Regions from separate parts of the Pan troglodytes genome. Here region 2 is linked to region 1. The links are chromatin contacts, called in public capture Hi-C maps. All regions are on one chromosome and are shown on one strand. The core of a region is the stretch at or near the end of the contact, and the rest is flanking DNA. Distances in the headings are between cores, read along the strand shown.

Region 1 (2,905 bases), core at 342-2,841:
CCAGGGGGGAAAAAGCTCACAGAGCAGCAAAAAAATGCACCCAGTACAGGAGGCAAATTTACTTTTATGAAACTTCCAACATTTACAGTTTCTAATTCTAGATTTACATGCAATGAATACATCCTTTAGCTGTCTTATATCTTCCTTACTCAGGACCCAAGCTTTCTGCAATAACTATTTGAAAACCAGTTTTACAATTTTGACTCTGAAGGAAGATTACTCGTCTTCTTGTAGGTTCTAGTCTACCCTTTCATTTCTTGGCCAGAAGATTCTATCAGAACAAAAGTTATGGTCATTTCAGCAGATGCTGGGAATAAATCCCTTCAGCATTCTGATTAGTTACAATGGGTAATAAGAGAACTGCACAGACCAAAAACTCCAAGTACATGTTTCATGCATGTAAACCTACTCGTGATGGGTTTTGGCTGAAAGCTAAGCATTGATAACCTTGCCACCAAAGCTTAGAGTCGCTTGTTAGTATTCTGAGAGCTGGAGTACAGGCACAGATACAACTTGATCCTGTTAACGTCTCTCATTCCTAGGCCACAGATAAGTTTGTTGAATAGGAAGTTGAGAGAAAGCGATCTGGAGAGAGAATTGTATGCAAGTGGCTCAAGTGACCTGGCAATTTGGGAGTCCCTTGCAGCCTTGCTATGACCTCCTACCTCTGTTTGCCCATCTATGGAATGGGTATGGTGGTTATATACCAAGGTTATTATTAGAAATGATAAATTTGAAAATGCCTTGGCATGTAACTTGTGCTATAATTATACCTCACTGCCACATGGAAAATAGGCATTTTTAGCTGAAATGTGTAATGAGGTTAGGCAGGGAACATCAGTTGGTGGCAGGAAGAGTGTTCCCAGAGACAAGAGGTTTGAGGAGAGGGGGCCAGATGCTCACTAAGGAGAACAGAGAGATCACCTATGAAGCGGCCTTGGGCATCACGATGGAATGTTCAAAACAAGCACAAAACAAACGTTTAGACGTCTGGCCTGAATTTAGAAACAAATAAGGGGCTTGGAGATGAGCCTCTGTCTTTTCACGCTGCAGGCTCTTCACTCCAGCCCTGAGTACCAATCGAACTCCAGAGGGGTGGACTGGAGAAGGAGGAAGGCCTGAGCAAGCCAGTGCCCACATGGGCTGCAGCTGCTGGGTTTCAAGGAGCTTTCTATCGGAGAGGCAGCAGAGGGGTTCTGAAAGAGCCAGACCCCGGAGCCAAGCTATCTGGGCTTGACCTTAGCTCTGCTATTCACTGGCTGTATGACTTTCAGCCAGTCCTCATCTCTCTGTGCCTCAATTTCATCAAGCTCAAAATGGGGGTAATAATAGTACCTGTCTCAGAGGTTGTCAGGAGGATAAATTAAGTAAATAGGACTGCAACGTGTAGGAGAACACCAGGCATCTATACACTTAAACACAGCAAGGCACTTCTCTGGCCTTGTGAATTTCAGCACATGGCAGAGAAGAAACAAGCTGGACTGGCTGAGGAAAGCTCACCTCCAGAGGACTGAGTGGGTTAACCATGAATTACATAGTCATTCCCAGAGAGGACGCATGGCGGGAGAGAAGCAGCAAGGATCGTAGCTGGATGGATACATGGCCTTGGCTGGACCAGGGGCTGGCGAGTATAGGGGCTTATGGAGGGCTGGGTTTTGCTCAGGTGGACCCTCTTGAAACTCCCAGTGGGCCTCCCTTCTACCCCCAGGAAAGCTGGAATCTTGGGGGCTTCTGTGTCCCCAAAAGCAGATTCCAGTGGCCAGCATCTTGGAAATTCTTGTGCACTTATTTCACTTGTATCAGTCTTTTCTAGGGTCATTTACTGATACTATACTTTCTCTGCTCTGGAGTCATTCCCCTGCAAAATCATTCCCCTGTTATCTGTCTGCCTCAACACGGGAAAAATCCCTGTCATCTGGAACCCTTGCTTCCTGCCCGCCGTCCTGCCTCACTGCAGTGTGTGGGCAGATCTGCTCTCTGCTGCACATGTCTTCAGAAAGACTGAATTTCAGGCTTTCAGAGCAAGCGTCTTTGAATCCACTGGTGAAAGGAGACAGCAGTCATCTGCTGGTTGATGTTTGCCAAAATGTGGCCTTAGACTGGGATGAAGTGATGGCTCCTGGCACGGAAGCTGGTTCCCCCTGGGTGTACACCCAGCCTGAACAGCTCCTTTAAAACCAGAAGCAATTTGTCATCTTTTGATTCTCTTCCAGCACTGTCCCTGTCACAGGTAGATAAATGAGGCAGCATATGGGTGTCCAAACGCAGGATCGTCTAATCCCAGTGGTTTCCCTTGGAGCCGTCACTTCTCGAGGGTGGAAAGCACAGTGGGGTGGTCCCTGGCTTCGGGGTTGTAACCATAAGCATATTTTTTCATCACATGTCCCATTTATATGCATGAAATGCTTTCTCAGAATCTCCCAGCTTCTGTGTCATTGATAGGTGCATTTCTCATTTCAAAATCCCGAAATGAATCATACGTTTGTGAGCTCAACATCTCATGTCTGTAGTTCCACAGAATGCTACTAATCAAATCAATGTCTCGGCACAAACCAACAAGCATCCCTGACTTAAAAACAGATGGAAGTTGAACTTTTTGTTCTAAAAAGACTTGATTACAGAAAGTCAGTGGGAAAAGTGCATACATTTCAGTTTCCTTCACGTTGCACGCACTGTAAATGGCTTGAGAGATACATTCAGAGTTTTTTACGCAGCCCACGTGGACTTTGAATTTGTTGCTTACATATCGATAAAGCCACCAGGTTATGTCCAAGGATGCAATAGGCAGAAGAGGGCTCCTGATCTAGTTGCCAAAACATGGTTGACCTGTGATTCCTTTGTAAATGAAGGATAAGCCTGTGTGGCGAATGAGCTCAGCCCCTGGGCACACCTCCTGCCTATGCCA
Region 2 (2,973 bases), core at 145-2,644, 240 kb before region 1:
GGCTACCTATCTTAATCATATTTTGCCTTGGTAGAATTTCTTACAAAAATATATCGTGGCTGTTGTGAGAATGTGCCTGGAAGACCTTTAACCATGAGAGCATAACTGACCATCGGCCTCAGCTGCTGGGCTCTGAAATCCATCACTGTGTTTGTGGTGAGGCCACGTACCAACAACTGGTCCTGGCAAAGATACTAAGGCTCATTCCTGTCCTATGTCAGTTGACACTGGCTCCAGGACCCCCAATGCCCTAGCTGAACACTCCTTAACTGCATGGCAGCCTAGAACATGTCCAACTACCTTTTCTCCCTCTTTCCTTCACTCAGATCAGCCTTGCATCATGATCTGATGACTTGCCCAGCCTTGTCCATCTCTCTCCCCATTTTCTGCCACAGGCATCTCCCCTAATAATAGCCTTGCACATTTAATCCCATCTTAGCATCTGGTTCTTGGAGCATACACTTCTCTCTGCAACCAAACTCTGCTCCCTTCTTCGTTCCACATCCTCTTTTCATGGCAGATAAAATCGGCTCTGGGCTCAGTGCATACGGAGCAAAGTCTGACAGCAAGAATGGTCATGGGCCACTGAGGATAACAGGTTTGCTTGCTGGAGCGTGTAATGGAGTCTCCACGATGCCTCATTGGCAAAGATCACCTCTGTATTTCAGCAGGATTGGAGTCTGAGCATTCCTGCCTCGATTGCACAATGTCATGGTTTCATTCATAGGGACTTAGAAGAGACACCACTTATTAAACACCAACTGCATGCTGTATCATACCAAGCACTTTAAAAACACTATCTCTAATTTCCTCATCTCAGAGAGGTTTGTATTCTTGTCCCCACTGCACAGGGGAAGAAAGAGTGGTTCCGAGCATTTTCAAGGCCTGTCCAGGAAAGTGGATGTATCCAGACTTGATCCTCTGCAGTGTTAGAGTCACTGTAAACTTTAACTTCCATCCATAAGTATCCAGGCTCACAGATGGTTTGGGGATCTAAGCCTTGATTTCAACTCTGCAGAAGCCAGGAGATTGCATCATTTAAAGAATCCAAGGTCCTGAAGCCAGACATTTCAGGCACTCCAACAGAGGCCTCCTCACTTGGCCCTCCAGGGCTGCTTGGCCTGTTCTCTCATTCGTCCCTGACAGTTGGTATTTTTCCCCTAAACGCCTAACTTGGAAAGCCACTCCCCTCATTCAGCAATCCCTGCCTCAAAAGCGAGCTGCCCTCGCTCCCAGCCATCAGACCATGTTTCTCTCCCCATGCAAAGTTGACTGTGTCCAGCCCATTCTGAATCAGCCAAACTGCTCCGCCTCTTGCTCACAAGCAGCTTGCAAAGCGCTTTCACTGAATCGCCTGACAATTTACAACCAGAGCGGGGGTTGTCACGTGCCTCGGATGCCTCCGTCGGGCCCTGGGCTCATTCATCATCAGCCTGGGAAAGCCTCAGGGGCCACGGTACGAAAGGCTGGGAGCCTGCAGGAGCCCGCGCGGGCAGCAGGGGGCGCCCGCCTCCTCCACGCCGCCCTCCTCCCTGCGGGAGCACAGCACACCGCCTCCAGCAGCCGCGCTGACCTCACCCGCTCTGCCACCTGCTCTCAAGAACTCCACAGCAGAGACCGCGCCCACAGCCTCCAAGGAAGGAACAAACATTCAAGAGGAAGTGTCAGAGACTGTGGCAGAACCATGCCATTGTCACTTTGTTCTGTTTTGACCTGCTTGTGTGCTTGGCTTTGACATAGTTGGAGAAGGTATAAGGCTGGGAGGGTGGCGGGTGCTGCAGGTCAGGGCTTCTCAGCCCTCTCCGCACCCGCCCTTATGCAGCCTTGGGACGCGAGGCTGGGCTTTAGGCTGAAGACCTCCGCCCCTGGAACTGCAGAGGAGGGGTCCCTTTCGTTGCCCTTCCTCACATCTTGGCGTTCATAGGGTGGCTGAGAGTTCCTCCCGCTAGAAGAGCCCAAAGAGGGAACTTGAGCCTTGGTTAGATTATCTTCAGTAATAAATGCAGTTAGTCCAGCTACGGATTTCACATTGGCCTTCAGGGCTAATCTGGAGGGAAGATTATCAAGTGCAGGACTCTGTTTGGGCTTGCCTGGACAGTCTAGGATATTCGAATTGCAGTTTCACCAGCTAATATGGAACACAGTCTGCAAACTGTCCTCCCATACCCCAGGGGACTCTGGACTGCAGGAAGCCAAATATACAATTAACAGATATGCACTGAAGAGAGAAAATGGACAAGGAAGGTTTGAGACAGCACAGCCCTCTCCAGGCATTCTCACTTCTTAACCTTCACCCCCTACCTCTTAGGGCAGAGGAACAAGGAAGAGCAGGAGGGCAGAAGAGGGCAGGAGCTTCCCAGGATGTACTGGAACCACCCAAGAGTTCTAGCACAGATTTAAAATGTCAAAGAAAGTGTAAGTGTGATGCTGCAAATTATCTCCACTCCATCCCCAGGGCCCAGACATCTCTCAATTTATGCACGTAAAGGTGTGGAAGTCACAATCCTAACTACCCATGCAGCTGTCCCCACCCATCTAATGGACTTGTAGGGCTTAGGTTGGGATAGGAACCTACTACATGCTTAAGATTGTGACTGACGTTATTGGGGTGTCAGCAGGAAGCAGCTGGTGAATTAGGATCATTCTAGGAGGGGTCAGTAAAGGGACTATGAAGAAGGTGCTCACAGAGTATATGGAAATCTCATCAGATGGTGCAATATCTCAGGGCTCGTGAGAGTGAAGCACCCTTACCACCTCTAGGCCCAGGGAAGCCAGTGGAGGAAGCAGGTCCTGCCACCAGTGACAGAGAGCTGCTTATGGGAATGGAGATCTTCAGGCAGGGAAGGGATGCACCCAGCTCACAAAGAGAGAGCCTGAACCTCCTCTCCTCCTCTTTCCAGGACTCCCCATTGGCCAACTAGAAGCTGGAAGGCAAGGGAGTTGGTTGGTATCTGATATGGTTTGGCTGTGTCC

What was found. Capture Hi-C pulls out chosen DNA fragments and counts their contacts.
Region 2: a capture Hi-C map of stem cell-derived neural stem cells shows a contact between it and region 1, with 2.6 times the contacts expected there. The contact joins two enhancer-like sites. A contact is called at or near these places in 1 of 7 Hi-C or Micro-C datasets (blood) and 1 of 1 other capture datasets (stem cell-derived neural stem cells).

What each region holds. Positions count from the first base shown.
Region 1 is chr6:121,152,052-121,154,956 of NHGRI_mPanTro3-v2.0_pri, reverse strand. The region is part of intron 3 of ATXN7L1 (ataxin 7 like 1); the gene reads left to right. Among named protein-coding and RNA genes, the nearest start is that of ATXN7L1, 110 kb to the left of the region's middle. Within about 2 kb of position 1,591, at least 4 of the 24 cell types and tissues checked have an H3K27ac peak or open chromatin away from gene starts, as enhancers often do. A contact at or near this core is called in stem cell-derived neural stem cells, where this site is marked.
Region 2 is chr6:121,390,507-121,393,479 of NHGRI_mPanTro3-v2.0_pri, reverse strand. All of the region lies in intron 8 of CDHR3 (cadherin related family member 3), which reads right to left. Among named protein-coding and RNA genes, the nearest start is that of CDHR3, 50 kb to the right of the region's middle. Within about 2 kb of position 1,394, at least 11 of the 24 cell types and tissues checked have an H3K27ac peak or open chromatin away from gene starts, as enhancers often do. A contact at or near this core is called in stem cell-derived neural stem cells, where this site is marked.